Regions from separate parts of the Mus musculus genome. Here all the other regions are linked to region 1. A link is a contact called in public ChIA-PET and HiChIP or PLAC-seq data. All regions are on one chromosome and are shown on one strand. The core of a region is the stretch at or near the end of the contact, and the rest is flanking DNA. Distances in the headings are between cores, read along the strand shown. Region 1 has its middle 33 kb from the start of 1110002J07Rik. Region 2 holds the start of Reep3 (receptor accessory protein 3). Region 3 overlaps Jmjd1c (jumonji domain containing 1C). Region 4 holds the start of Jmjd1c (jumonji domain containing 1C).

Evidence for each region. ChIA-PET counts read pairs in DNA pulled down with a chosen protein or histone mark. HiChIP or PLAC-seq counts read pairs in DNA pulled down with a chosen protein or histone mark.
Region 2: an H3K4me3 HiChIP or PLAC-seq map of bone marrow-derived macrophages shows a contact between it and region 1, with 6 times the contacts expected there. The contact joins the promoter of Reep3 here to the enhancer-like site in region 1. A contact is called at or near these places in 5 of 39 promoter capture datasets (the C10 cell line, the HPC-7 cell line, hematopoietic stem and progenitor cells and 2 more), 12 of 484 Hi-C or Micro-C datasets (CD4 T cells, Th1 cells, Th2 cells and 5 more), 18 of 115 datasets of contacts at active chromatin or transcription factors (CD8 T cells, the HPC-7 cell line, bone marrow-derived macrophages and 13 more) and 4 of 9 other capture datasets (adipose tissue, liver, macrophages and 1 more).
Region 3: a contact with region 1 is called in an RNA polymerase II ChIA-PET map of memory CD8 T cells, with 184 read pairs. The contact joins two enhancer-like sites. A contact is called at or near these places in 5 of 484 Hi-C or Micro-C datasets (CD4 T cells, Th1 cells, bone marrow-derived macrophages and 2 more), 10 of 115 datasets of contacts at active chromatin or transcription factors (CD8 T cells, bone marrow-derived macrophages, double positive thymocytes and 6 more) and 1 of 9 other capture datasets (adipose tissue).
Region 4: an H3K4me3 HiChIP or PLAC-seq map of bone marrow-derived macrophages shows a contact between it and region 1, with 4 times the contacts expected there. The contact joins the promoter of Jmjd1c here to the enhancer-like site in region 1. A contact is called at or near these places in 2 of 484 Hi-C or Micro-C datasets (B cells and CD4 T cells), 5 of 115 datasets of contacts at active chromatin or transcription factors (bone marrow-derived macrophages, effector CD8 T cells, embryonic stem cells and 1 more) and 3 of 9 other capture datasets (adipose tissue, liver and pancreatic islet).

Annotation. Positions count from the first base shown.
Region 1 is chr10:66,951,459-66,954,856 of GRCm38.p6, reverse strand. No RefSeq gene overlaps it. Among named protein-coding and RNA genes, the nearest start is that of 1110002J07Rik, 33 kb to the right of the region's middle. Within about 2 kb of position 1,401, at least 73 of the 459 cell types and tissues checked have an H3K27ac peak or open chromatin away from gene starts, as enhancers often do. A contact at or near this core is called in B cells, CD8 T cells, the HPC-7 cell line and 12 more, where this site is marked.
Region 2 is chr10:67,095,318-67,098,833 of GRCm38.p6, reverse strand. It overlaps Reep3 (receptor accessory protein 3), which reads left to right and starts at 1,846. Exons shown (of 8, transcript NM_178606.5): 1 at 1,846-2,044. The coding sequence starts at 2,013. It also overlaps a transcript of Jmjd1c not described here.
Region 3 is chr10:67,187,416-67,190,597 of GRCm38.p6, reverse strand. Jmjd1c (jumonji domain containing 1C) reads right to left here. Exons shown (of 26, transcript NM_207221.3): 3 at 749-862. Among named protein-coding and RNA genes, the nearest start is that of Jmjd1c, 62 kb to the right of the region's middle. Within about 2 kb of position 1,372, at least 62 of the 459 cell types and tissues checked have an H3K27ac peak or open chromatin away from gene starts, as enhancers often do. A contact at or near this core is called in CD8 T cells, Th1 cells, bone marrow-derived macrophages and 5 more, where this site is marked.
Region 4 is chr10:67,125,775-67,128,974 of GRCm38.p6, reverse strand. It overlaps Jmjd1c (jumonji domain containing 1C), which reads right to left and starts at 1,887. Exons shown (of 26, transcript NM_207221.3): 1 at 1,553-1,887. The coding sequence starts at 1,717.

The DNA of each region.
Region 1 (3,398 bases), core at 152-2,651:
ACTGTAGATCTTGTGACATCGATTACCAATGTTAACTATCACTCTCCAGCTGGGTATATACCAAACATTGCGCAGAACCGGTGGCCTTGAGGATGAATCAGGAGAGGCCAGCAGGGACAGAATAAAGAAAATGCCCTGGCCCACAGCTGGAGAGGGTTGGTAAGATGTCAGCCAGATGTCCCTTCTTGTACTCTATACTGTTAGGAGGTGGCTTCATTACCCACCCAGAACACAGCCAGAGTCTGACTGCTCTCTTAAAATGAAAAGAAAAAGAAAAGAATCCCTGAACGGAGGCCACCAGATTGGATCAGTGTGACTCAAGAGATACATATGTCATGAACACTTTGAACTAAAAATGGCTGGCTGAGTACAGATTTGATTTCTACTTAGACCTCCTGAGTCAAGTGTGGACAAAGCTCTGATCTCTTCCCTTCCATTTGGGGGTCATCTGAGGACACTCATTTCTCACACAGGGACCTACTCATGACTGCCAACAAGACAGAGAAAAACAGAAGTACCCAGTGAGTATAAGCCTCATTCCTGACTGGTGGCCGACACCCAACCTAGCCTAGGGTTCCAATCCCAGTGACCCCAATGTTTCTCAGTAACACTTTTGCCCTGGCTGGCAGGCTGCCTCCCCAGAGGCTTCTGATAAAGACAAAGCCAGACAACGAGCCAGAGTCAGATTCAGAGAAGTTCCTCTTCCCTGGTTAACGTCATTTTTATTCAATTAAATCAATTGTTATAGTGCTCTTGCGTGTGCATGTGGGGCCTGGAGGTGGTGGTGAGAGACATTGGGGAAGGCACACATGCTAAGCTAAGCTGGTGCAAGTCAGAGACAAACTTCTAGAGTCAATTCCCTCCTATGGTTAGGTTAACCACAGGTTTTGGTAGCTGAACCCAGGTTGGCAGGGTTGGCAGCAAGTACCTACCTCTGATGAGCCTTCTTGCCAGTCCTACATTATTTTTGGGAAAACTGCCCGTGTTGCTATGGTTACTTTGACTCGATTATATTTTCAGCTACAAGGTATCCCATCTACTGTTTTCACTGTTGCTTTTTGATCTTTTTTTGCCCCCCCCCCCAGGTTGGGCCTTTAGGCTTCTTGATCCTTCTTTTTACTAACAAGCGCTTCTGTGAATATTTTTGTCCTGAGTTCCCTGTTAACATGGACTTTCATGGAGTTTCCCTTTGATGTTTATGCACAAAGAATTCCGCTGGGTGGTAACATTTAGACATGACAGTAAATATTTCAAATTTCCTTAAATAATTATCACTGCTGCTACCAGTGTGGAAAGTTCCCCCAGGCTGCAGATTCTTATCGATTACAGGTCCTGTCAGACTTGTTAACGTTGGCTAATCAAATGTGTGTAAAATCTGTCCTCCTGATTTTCAGTTTCGTTTGCCTGCGACCGCAGAGAGAGAAAACGCTGGCAATGCAGGTTTCCTGTTCTATGGCTTGTCTGCTCATAGTCTTGTCTGTTTTACCTCTAAAATGAAAGTATAACAGACAAGTTTTTTAAAAATAGCTTTTCTTCTTTTCTGACCTCAAATCTAAGCTAAGGTGAGTTGCTGCATATCTACATCTTTAACATTTGTTCCCCAATTCAAGTTACATAAATTTTAATAGCTAGACATGAAAGAAAATATAAAGCCTAAGGCATAAAAATAAGCATACATATCATAAATATATAATTTAATTGTCACCATCCCACCCAACTTAGCTTTTTAAAAATTAATTAATTAATCTATTTCTTTCTTTATTTACATCCCAAATGCTGCCCCTCTCCCTGTGTAGGCATGAATCTTAAGGAGATAGTTCAACAAATATTTATAAATGAATGTAATTATGTAGGCATGTGTCCTTTGATGTATTTTTAAAGGCAGTCCAATTAATAAGTGTTTCCTGGGGCTGGGTGCTTGCCTCGCCCCCACAAAGTCCTCTGTTTGATCCCTCAGGTACTCTTGTAATCCCAGCATTTGGGAGGTGGAGGCAGGAGGATAGGAAATTAGGATCACCCTTGACTATGTCACAAATCTGAGATTAGCTTGAGCTACAGCAGACCTTGCTCCAAATCAGTTGACAAATAAACCAAGCAAGCAAGCAATCGATAGAGCATTCCCTAATGTTTTTCGGCTGTGTTTTTGCTGAAGAACATGTCTGTATTCTAACAGCATAAACCCATTTTCTTACTTTCCTTCTAAACATTTAAAGTTTTAGCTCTTCTTAAAAAAGATTTATTTATTTGTTTTATGTATGTGAGTACACTGTAGCTGTCCTCAGACACACCAGAAAAGGGCATCAGATCCCATTACAGATGGCTGTGAGTCACCATGTGGTTGCTGGGAATTGAACTCAGAACCTCTGGAAGAGCGGTCAGTGCTCTTAACTGCTGAGCCATCTTTCCAGTCCTAAAGTTTCAGTTCTCTCTCTCTCTCTCTCTCTCTCTCTCTCTCTCTCTCTCTCTCTCTCTCTCTCTCTCTCTCTCTCTCTCTCTCTCTCTCTCCTTCGTTTTTAGAGACAGAGTCTTGTGTAGTCCTAATACCTCTTCCTCCGTGCTAGTATTATAAGCATCTATCCCCAAACCCTGAAAAGATTTAGCTGTTTACATATCACGACTGTGAGATTGTTTTGTGCAGGGAGGGGGGGTTGGGGTGGGGTGGGGTGGGGCAGAGAGTCCAAAGTAGCGTTCCACCTCGTTCCTTACAGATAACCATTCTTTAAAGCATCGTGGGAGCACACTGCTCACTACCTCTGACCTAACGCTCCACCTTCCTTTCTGAGTGGTCCTGGTGATTGACAGGCAAGGACTGTATCGCTGAGTTACATCTCTAACTCAGTCAATCACCTTCGTTCATCAAGACTGCGCACATGTGTGGGTCTTCTCTCTGGGCTCTAAAGGATACCCATGGATTTGTCTAGCTTAGCATGTGATGAAGAAAACGTATCTTTGTATCAGGTCCCTCCAGCCTCATGGCTGGGATACTTGGAACAAAAGACAAACGGACGTAAAACAAGCATACGCATTCACTTAATATGTTTGCCACACGCAGGGGCCTTTGGAGAAGACTGGAAGAAACAGCAACATTTCTCCATTAAAAAAAATTTTTTTTTTAGATTTATTTATTTATTGTGTGTGAGTGTTTTGTCTGCATGTACATGTGTGGACCATGTGAATGCCTGTGGAGATCAGAAGAGGGGATTGGATCCAGAGAGTTGCTATCCATGTGGTTGCTGGAAACCGGAAGTGGGCCTTCTGCAAAGAGCACCCAAGGCTGTTAACCACTAAGCCACCCCTCCAGCTGGAAGCCTCTGTATTTTAGTGCTCAGTAGATTCGACTTAGTCTTGCAGAAGTATGGCGAGACAGCGGGGGTACCATCCGATGCTACAGACTAAGG
Region 2 (3,516 bases), core at 597-3,096, 140 kb before region 1:
GCTTGCTAGTGGTTAATGCCAGTCACAACAACGAAGAAAAGCAGCTTGCTAATTTTTAATTTTCCCCCTGGACTAACCAACTCACACCCAACTCAGGTATGACTCAAAAGTACTGGAGTTCAGCTCCATTACCTATGAACCATGGGGATCACTGGCTACAGAGTTAAGTTCTCTAAACCTCCGTTTCCATGGTACCAAGGAGAATCAACACTCCAGGGCTGTCTGGGGCGGCAGGATGACTCAACAACACTGTAGCAACCCAGGGTAGGTAGGTGGTTTACAACCCGTGGCTTTTTGAAATAGGAACAAGGGGGCTGTGTCCTGCAAACAATAACAAGAGCCATCACCTCTGCAAAACAGGCAGAAGAGACTAAATGCGGAGGGGTGAAAGGAGTCCAGAAACTTAAGGGATAAATTATGAGGGAGGGTGGGGGGCAGGGAATTGGGGGGGGGGGATTTAAGAGGTCAGAAAGGTAGAGAATGGGAAATAAAGCATCCAAGAAAAAGATGCAATTCAGTCAAGGGCACGAAAACACACCTTAGCTCAGGAAAGAGAGGAGGGGAAAGATATGTTAAGGATGAGGAACGAAAGGCTGTAAATAAAGACATTACAAGACCGCTCTGCCCATGGAAGGACATGAAAGGACAAGGAAGGTATGTGCCAGAAAAACTGCTGCTTAGAGGGCAAGCACATCTCCCCAGTAACGCTGAACAATGGTCAAACTAAATAAACCAGGACAAACGCAATCACCGCAGCCCCTGAAATAAAAACACACATTCTTAATGTAAATAAGCAAAAAAAAAAAAAAAAAAAGGAACGGAAGAGCAGAAAGCAGCGGAGGACTTCTCTTCCTGGTTCTGTGGAAGGAAACCCCGCAGGCCTCCACCTCCTCCACAGTGCTGGGATCACAAGAGCTCACCACCATCCCTCCCCTGCTGCTTTCTTTCATGGCCAAAATTCTTCTTAATTTATAGGCCTCATGAACTACAAGGCACTCATGGTAACCTATCCCTGTCCCTTGATACCATCCCAGGCAAATCCGACTCCTTCCTAAACACATTAATTAGCAATACCTTACATCATCCTTGAAAAGCAGGAGGTAAGCAAGAGTATTATTAGCCTCTTTTTATTATGGGGAAACTGGGGAACAAAAAGATTAAATTACAGTACGTCCCAAAATGAGCCATCATATTTTCTAGGACTTTAATTAAAGGCTCCAAACACCACATTACAGACATTATTCTTTCTAGCTTAGAGAACTTTTACTATTGCTTCCACCAGGGGACCAAGAAAAAAAAACACCTACAGTAACTTAAAAGGTCAGCTTAAAATTTTGGACAGTGTTAAGAGGTAACACACACGCGCGCGCGCGTGACGGAAAAAAAAAATAAGGACACTTGTAAACAGCACCACGGGTCGGAAATCCTGGGTCCACGTTTTAGGCTGTGGGGCAGGCAAGACAGACAGGAGTTGGCTGACGCTGATGGAAAAGGTGCCCCAAGGGGCCCAGAACAGCCTCGCCATCCCTGCAAACCCATCACTCCAAACGTGACCCCCGACGCTCTCCCTTGGCCCCTGCATTGCACCACGAGCCTCGCCGTGCCAACCCAGGCCTGTGGTAGGCCCTGGCTGCCGAGCCTCGGTGAGCACCGGAGCCGCACCTAGCCAGACACTTCACAATCCCGGCTTCCCCCGCCCCCGGCCTCGGCTCCCACGCGCTCTCACCGCCCGCCCGGAGTCCCCCGGCCCGGGGAAGCGAGGTGACCGCGCAGCTCGGTGGAGCGCAGCGCCCGCGGGGTCCCGGAGCCGCCGCCTATCAGCGGAGCGCAGGGGCGGGGCCGGCAGGGCCGGCGGGGCCGCGGGCGGGGGCGGACGGGCGGGGGACCGGGCTCCGGGCGGCTCCGGGCACCGCGCGCACACACCGGGCCGGCTCCCGAGGGCGCCAGCGCGGCCCCGGGGAGCGCGAGCGGGGAGCGCGCGGCCTGCGGTCAGCGGCCCATCGGCCGAAAAGATGGTGTCCTGGATGATCTCCCGAGCCGTGGTGTAAGTACGGGCGGGGAAGACGCTTGGGGCCCGGTTGCCGGAGCCAAGCTCACGGGCCGCGGCCTGCTCACCCGTGTCCCAGTCGCTGCGGGGCTCCGGGGCGGCGGCGGCGTTGGGAGCAGCAGGGCGCGGGCGAACGGACTGGCAGGCGGTGGGCTCTGCTCCGTGGAGCCGCTCCCCGGCGCGCGGCGGGCTCTGCTCGGCTTCTCCTCGGCCTCCCCTCCGCTCCTCGGCTACGCGGCAGGCGCTGCTCCGCTCCTCGGCTCCTCCGCTGCCCGGCGCTGCGCGCGGCGGGCTCTGCTCGGCTCCGCGGCGCGCTCCCGGCTGCGGCTCCCGCTCCCGCGGCCCGCGCTGCGCGGCACCGCCCTGCGCAGGCTCCGCCGACGCTGAGCGCGGGAGGCCGGCGGGACTCCGGATGCGCCCGAGCCTTTGTCACCAGGTCTACCGCGTTGCGGTGTCTGTCCGCGGCGCACGCCGCTTGGTCACGTGTAGGAGGAGGAGAGATCGGTGTCAGAGCCCGGGCTGCAGAGTCTTGCTCAGGGGTCCCGAGGTGACCTGGGAAAGAGCCTGCGCTAGAAAGGTCGGGCAAACGCTGACCGTGGAGGGCCGTGGGTGGGAAGAAATGTTTGCAATGGAGAAGGCGCAGGTGCCAGTCCCCTTTGTTCGGGTCATCTCCTCAGTTCACTGATTGTGATACAAACGAGAGCTGCGGATGGGGAGAGGAGGGGGGAAAAGTTGAGATGTGTTGTTTAATCTGCAAAGGTATTTGAATACAAGTTAAACCGGTTCTCTTCCCATCTTTCACCTTACCCTGTGCGCTCTAAAGCAAAGTCACCAAATAAAGGGCCATAAATTAGGTAAAGCCTGGGGGCGGGAATTCATTATTCATGTAGCAGTAGTGTCATCTGAGTACCTTAATGAAATGTTTATATGAGGTTAACAGGCCTCGCTGATTAGCTTATAATTTGAAGGGAGAAAATGACATTACTTGGGCATTATTATTTTCACTACGGAGAAGGAGCTAATTTTTTTTTAACTTGCTTTTATTTCGTTTGGAAGTGAGCTAGGTAACCTAGTTTGCAATGCATTCAAAATTTGCTCTTTCATAAAATGTCCTTTAAAGCCTCTGAACTTCTTGTATTCATCTTAAAGCCACAAATAAATAAAGTTATGCCACGGGTGCCTTCAAATTATGTTTTGCCTCTTCCAAGGCAGTCTTCGGGTTTCCACATAATCCAGGCATACTTTCTTAACCTACCAGAAGTCCCTCCACTATTTTGGCCTAGCCCCTCAAATTAAATGCCCCATTAAAAAAACTGGGTTTGTCTTTTGATCTCTTAGACCATTTTCAATGATGGAAAATTATGGAACACCTTGAGTTTGCATTCATCAAATAAGATTTTTATTTTTTTAATTGGTGAAAGGAAGTATGTTTAGTGCTACGCTACCTCCAATACAAAGGTCAGTACCAC
Region 3 (3,182 bases), core at 123-2,622, 240 kb before region 1:
GACAAGGAACTTAATTTTACTTATCACAGCATCTGCATGTCTCTGTCTATATATTACACATGCCAGGAACCAGCCAGAGCCAGAAGAGGGCATCAGCTCCCCTAGAGCTGGCCTATAGGTAGTTGTGACCTGCCTGCCTCCTGTTGGTGCTTGGAACTCCTCCAGGCCTCTGCAAAAGCCCCAAGAGCACTTAGCTGCTGACACATGTCTCCAGAGCCAGTACCTCCTGCCCCCACAAACACACTTTTCTGCTTTCTGAGACAGTTTTCTTATGTTGGCAAGGCTGGCCCTGAATGAGATCCTCCTACTTCAGCCTCCTACGTCCCAGGATCATAGATATGAATCACCACAAATTGTTTAATAGTTGTGATGAGTTTCTTTACATAATTTAAATCTATTTGTCTACTGGAAAACCTATTTCCCCTCAAGATGCATTTACTTACTCTAATAAATTAGTTAACCTCATAAACAAATAAGTATATGGCAAAACAAAACCAAACCCTCAAATACATTTATAGATAGGTGCAGCCCTGAGCCAAAGATGAACAGAAGTAACCCTGGTGTCTAGACAATTCTCCTCTAACAGGAAGCTGTGTTCACTCCTGTAATCCTAGCTATAGCCAAAGTGTTCCTGTCTCACAACAAAGTCCCAGCACAAATTTATTGCTAAGTAATGCTATAATCAAAATATACTGAATGCCCTGAATATGAATGAAGTTTAATGAACAATTGGTGTGCAGTTCCTTACCTGGTATGGCTGAAAGGCACTATCTTCTGTTAAAAAATCCAGTTGCTTATCTATAAGGAATTCTACTGCAGTGATAGAACTAGGTATACTATTTTCAACCAATGGTTTGAAGGTCTGTCAAAAAAGAGAAAAGTTCTAATGGTTATTTTCTGGTTGTATCCTCAAAGTGTTATACAAAGGGTACATGGCAATATAATGGTTCAATAAGGTCGTCATAATGGTATAACCTAACGTTTTTATTAAAACCATAGAATACTTTTTATTCATTAAAAAATAATTAAACACAACCATAATTAATAAGCTGGAAATTATACTGTATCATGCTATAGACTATTTCTGAAAGACTACCAAGCACACGTGTATGTTTCTGCTTAACCCTGAAAACATGAAAAGAAGTCAACCACATTCACCCCTGTTTACTCCTAACTAGAGATGTTAGTCTAATTTTCATACTGAGATTTTAACTGAGCAGAAAGCATCTGACCTTACCCCACCCCTGCCTTGCTCCCAGAACAACTACAGATGCAGTTACTTCAATGAGAGCAGAGGGCAGCAGGAGAGACCAGTGAGGAAGAGCAGTCCCCACCAGCCCTGTCCTGTCTCTAGCTAGCACTGTCACAAAGCAAGTCTGAGATCACACAGCAGGCAGTGAGGTGGGAAAGTTAGAGGAAGGAAACAAGGGCACAGTGTTTGTTTTCTTAAATGACTATCACCACACTCTCATTCTTAGCAGAGTCAGAGTCAGTCAAAATTAAATGTATTCATGTATCTACTACTGTTTGTTCTAAAAGCTTTAAAATGAAAAGAAAATTCTACCATCTTAAAAAGTGTGGCTTTCCTAAGAAAGAATCAAAATCTGAAAAATGCAATTAAACAACTAGGCTTCTAAACTGCATATATGTGTACCAAAAGAACATTTCCTCATGACAAGGCAACTTGGGTACCATCTGGACACAAAACAACACTGTTGACCAAGACAGTACGTATCTCCCAGATTCCAAAGCTGTTGGTGCTCCTGTCCACCCTGTCTTGTAGCTATTATGTCTTAAAGAAATACAAAATACTCTGGTTATTACACAAAAAAAGTTTCAGTTTGAAGGGGTTCTCAAAGAGCTAATTTTCTACACTTAAGAAATTCTTACCAGGAGTTAAGTGGATTCATTAGGATGTATATTTTAAACATATCTCATTTCTATTCAATTAATATTCCTGAGCAAATAACATTTTCCTTATTTGAAAAAAAATTGAAAAATTACAGTATGTATCTCTAGAACCATCCCCAAAACAAACAAAATCTGTCTCTTCCATTTATTTTTAACATTTATGATAATTGAACCTAGTTAGAATAACTTTCTACTGTGTCCCAGCCTAACCTTTTAAGTACTAGATGTTCAAAATACTTTGTGTGAGAAATTAACTTTCAAAATAGAAAATTCCCACACTAACTGTACATCTATCATTGCCTGCTACCAATATTTTCTATTTCTTGGGCCTAGATTCCTAATATTTCATATAATTCTATCATTTTTTATAAGAGAATGTACTCGCTTAAGAGTTCATGTTATCTGATTATATGAAATATGTTAACATGATAGCTATCAAGTTAGCGTATTTCTACAATGAAAAATTTTCATATTATACTTCTACTTGTTTAGCATTGGTAAATGAGAGAACACTGGCTCCTTCTCAAAAGGACTTTCAATCTTTGGACATTTTCTGTTTCTTGTCCAAACACTTCAGGCCAAAGCATCAAGGATAACCCCCCCCCCCCCAAAAAAAAAGACTGGCTAAAGATAAAATTCAATTTAGCAGGACTGGACACTAGCAACATTAGCCCTAAGTACCTTTTTCTTATGCAAATAATACAGGTGTTTTGCATCTCCTAAGCCCCAGTCATTTTATAATATCAAAAACATTCCTGCGAAGATCTTCTCCAGAGCCCTTTTTGCAAGGTGGGCCGGCTTCAGGGGTAAAATTCACCAACTTAACATAATTTAAATTACTCCAGTTAACTTAGAAAGAGGATTAATTTCTAGATAACACAATTCCTCAAAATTGAAGGTATTTAGTTGACAGTCCTTGGTAAAATCTGGCTAGTAAATGTGTATGACAAATAGAAAGGCTAATTTACAAGTGACCCCGTGTACAGCTCCATTTAAACCTCACATAACACCCTCCCCAACCAGAGGTGCTCTACAGTGCCTGTTAAAGAAACATTAAGATATATTAAATACAAATCTGAAAAGCAGTTAAAAGAAACCATGATTTCTTAAAGTGGCAATCAACTATGTAACCATAGTAATTTTTGTACTTAACACACATCAAAAATTAAACAGATTCATGTTAAAATGGAAACAAATGGATTTTGTAGCTTTAATAAAGTTTCTCTGCTGTAGGTGCTCTGGAATGTACAGACAGTAGAACTCATGCATAA
Region 4 (3,200 bases), core at 638-3,137, 170 kb before region 1:
GGTTCAAATAATATGTAAGGAACCCTTGGAAAAAGTATAAAAACTGAAATACAGTAACAAATCACTTGCCAAATTGTTGAAAGAAACAACTCACACTGTTTAAGTTCAGCATGGATTTTTTTTTCCATTAAAACTTATATAAAATGAAATGTTGATATATTAAGGTATATGAACCAATAATCAAGAGGAATGTTTAATGTATGTAAACAACCTGTCACTTCCCGAAACTCCCTTCTCTCTTTTCCAATCAACTGCTGTGAGCCACAGCATATACATAACTACATATAGAGAGAGAGTCTTGATTGTGACCCCAGCAGGCCTGGAACTTGACATCTTCCCACACCACACCCACGATTTTGGATTACACCCATTCAAAGCAGTGACTGCCTGACAATTGTTACTTCTAAGCAACCACCTTATTATCTTGCTATTTGGAAAAATAAGGGAGGTGGGCAACTGGAATATGTTTGTTCCCTCTGTATCCCTTTCTTTCCAACAGACCTTTCAAAAACAGTTTCAGAACTTGACTGTCTCCAATACTATCTAATCTAATTTCCTAATTCTCACGTATATAGGAACACAGTACATAATTCTGTTCCGTGTTTGCTTTAGTGTCTAAGCCATTACCCAGGCATCCTCCACGTAAAATCTTCAATTTTCATATCAAAGCGGAAAGAGAAATGAGTTCCGGCATCTTTACACAAACACAAAGCAACGGCTTTGTGAAGCTATCACAAGTAAGCATTAAGATGAGTAAAGTTTAAGGGTTCTTTTTTTCCTTTAGCACAAAGAACTGCCATGCGGAGTTTTGTCAATTGTCTCTATTTTTAATTCCTCTTATAAGTATTCACAACTAAGCCTATTTTACACGGTTAAACTAATAATACAGTGCGTGGGGAACTATGGAATTGATAGCAGGTAGGAATGGTTTGCAAGAACACACTCGAAACTTCCAACAACCATATCAAAATGGTGACTATTTTTGCATTTTATGGTGGATTTGATCTAAATGCAAAGGGGGAATATCTTAATATTCCCTACCCCCACTCTACTTACTCAACTCTATCTCCAGTCTACTCACTCAATCCCATTCCCTTATGAGAATGCGCTTGTGACCAAAAGAATGTATCCTGGCACGAAATCATAAATACACATTTATTCTCCTGAAAGGTAACACTGACAGTGTCCTATGTAACTGATAAATGTAGGGGAGGCTACTTAGAAGTACTAAATGCCGTTCAAACCCCTAATTTACACTATCTCTAGCCTTCGTGAAGCCATATAAGACTCAGGAGCCGGAGTTCCCTAAAGCACTGTCCGTTTCTAACAAACAAAATACAAAATGATGGAGAAAGGGAGAAATAATTTCGACTAGCCCTCGTACCAAAAACATTTCTATCGTTTCCGGCTGGAAAGCCAAACGCAGGATGGTTTTGCCCGGCAGAGTCGGGCCATAGCAGCCAGCGCTCCCCTTGCCGGGCCCGCCCGCCCCACCTGCCGCCCGCCCGCCCCGCGCAGAGGGGCGTGCCACATGCTGCCCGCCAGCTCTCACCGCCAGGTCCGGGTGGCCGCGGTCGCGGTGGGACACGGCTCGGATGACCCCCGCCCGCCAGCCGCGCCCGCAGCCGCTCTGCCCGCGCTCCGGACGCGCGTCCTCGCCGGCCGCCACGCACAGGAACCGCTTCCCCACCAGCTCGGGCCGCGTCTCCACCGCCATGGCCGCCACTGCGCCGGGGACGAGCGCAGCCCGCTCCTACCGGCCGCCCATGCCGAGGAGCCGACCGCAGGCGAGGCGGCCCGCGAGCGAGAGCGCCCCTGCACGCTCGACGACCCGGAGCCGCGCCGCCCACGACCTCACGCGCGGCCCACAGGCAAACTGACAGGAATGAGCGCGCGGCCGCTCAGGCGGCCGGTACCCCTCCGCCCCTCCGGCCGCGCCGCGTGTCCTTCCGCGGGCGGGGGAGTGGGGGTCGGCGTCGGCGGGCGCGCCAAGTAGTGCCGCCCACGGACTGCGCTGCGGCCTCGAGAGGTGGCCGCCGAGGGACAGCAGCCAGGCTGCTTCTGCCGCTCCGTCTGCGCCCCCTCGGAGGGGCGAGTGCGGGGACGGGGCTCGGCTCCCACGCGCGGTCGCAGAGCCAACTCCCGGAGGTCCGCATGTCAGGAGCGACGGCCGTGCGAACACATAGCGCCGTCGTCAAGGAGCCCGGATCCCCGCGCGGCCCCGGGCGAGCCGCGCCGCCCACCCCACCGCGCCCCCTCGGCGGCCCGCGGCTCTAAACCAGCATTCCTCCCGGCGGCAATTCTAATTCCGTGTTGGAGCAGTTCGGAGATTTACACCTCGTGCCGCCTTCTTACAGGAACGCTAGACACTCCACCGCGAGCTGTTACCGACATCCTTAAATTTCACAAACTGTCTCAGAGCCAACCCGAGTACTCCGCGTACTAGAACATAGGTAATAAAACGGAAAGCTCCAGAGTCAGTTACTGGAAAAGACCACGGAAAGAAAAGAATCTTAGCCAATCACACTTGAAGAAAATAAATGATGGTTTTACTTCCCGTCCAATCACAACAGGACTTTATAACCCAGACAAAGACAGCTAGGAATTCCTCTTCTGATCGCTCCTCAGTTCTCACAGGCAAGTCTCTCTTTCAAGATAGCAGTGAGAAGTTTGACGACCGCTATGCTTGTATTTTAAAGATCTGTGAAAACGGGAATCAAAATTCAATCTGCCGTTTTCCAGGGATTATCATCTTCAAAAATTCATCTAATCCTATAAAAATCTTTTCCTCCCCCCCATGCTTTCTGAAAACCCTTACAATAGCACTGAGTGCTTACAATAAATACAAAAGACATATCTGTAGACCATTTAAACTAAACTGTTAAAGCTACAGACAGACAGTGGCGGTGGGAGAGTTGGAAACTCTCAAAGTCAGTTGAATAGATCAGCTCAGGGCTGAAGAGATGGCTCTGCGGTTAAGACTGCTCTCCCAGAGGTCCTGAGTTCAATTCCCAGCAACCACATGGTGGCTCACAACCATCTATAATGGGCATCTGATGCTAGGAAAACTGCACAAATCTGCATGCTGTCGGCTCTGGATTCCTTCATTCCCACCTAAGGTTAGTAAGCCCAATAAAACAAGCCACTGAAAGAGTGCAGCACATATAAAGATGTTTAAACGGAGTCTCATATTCAAATAC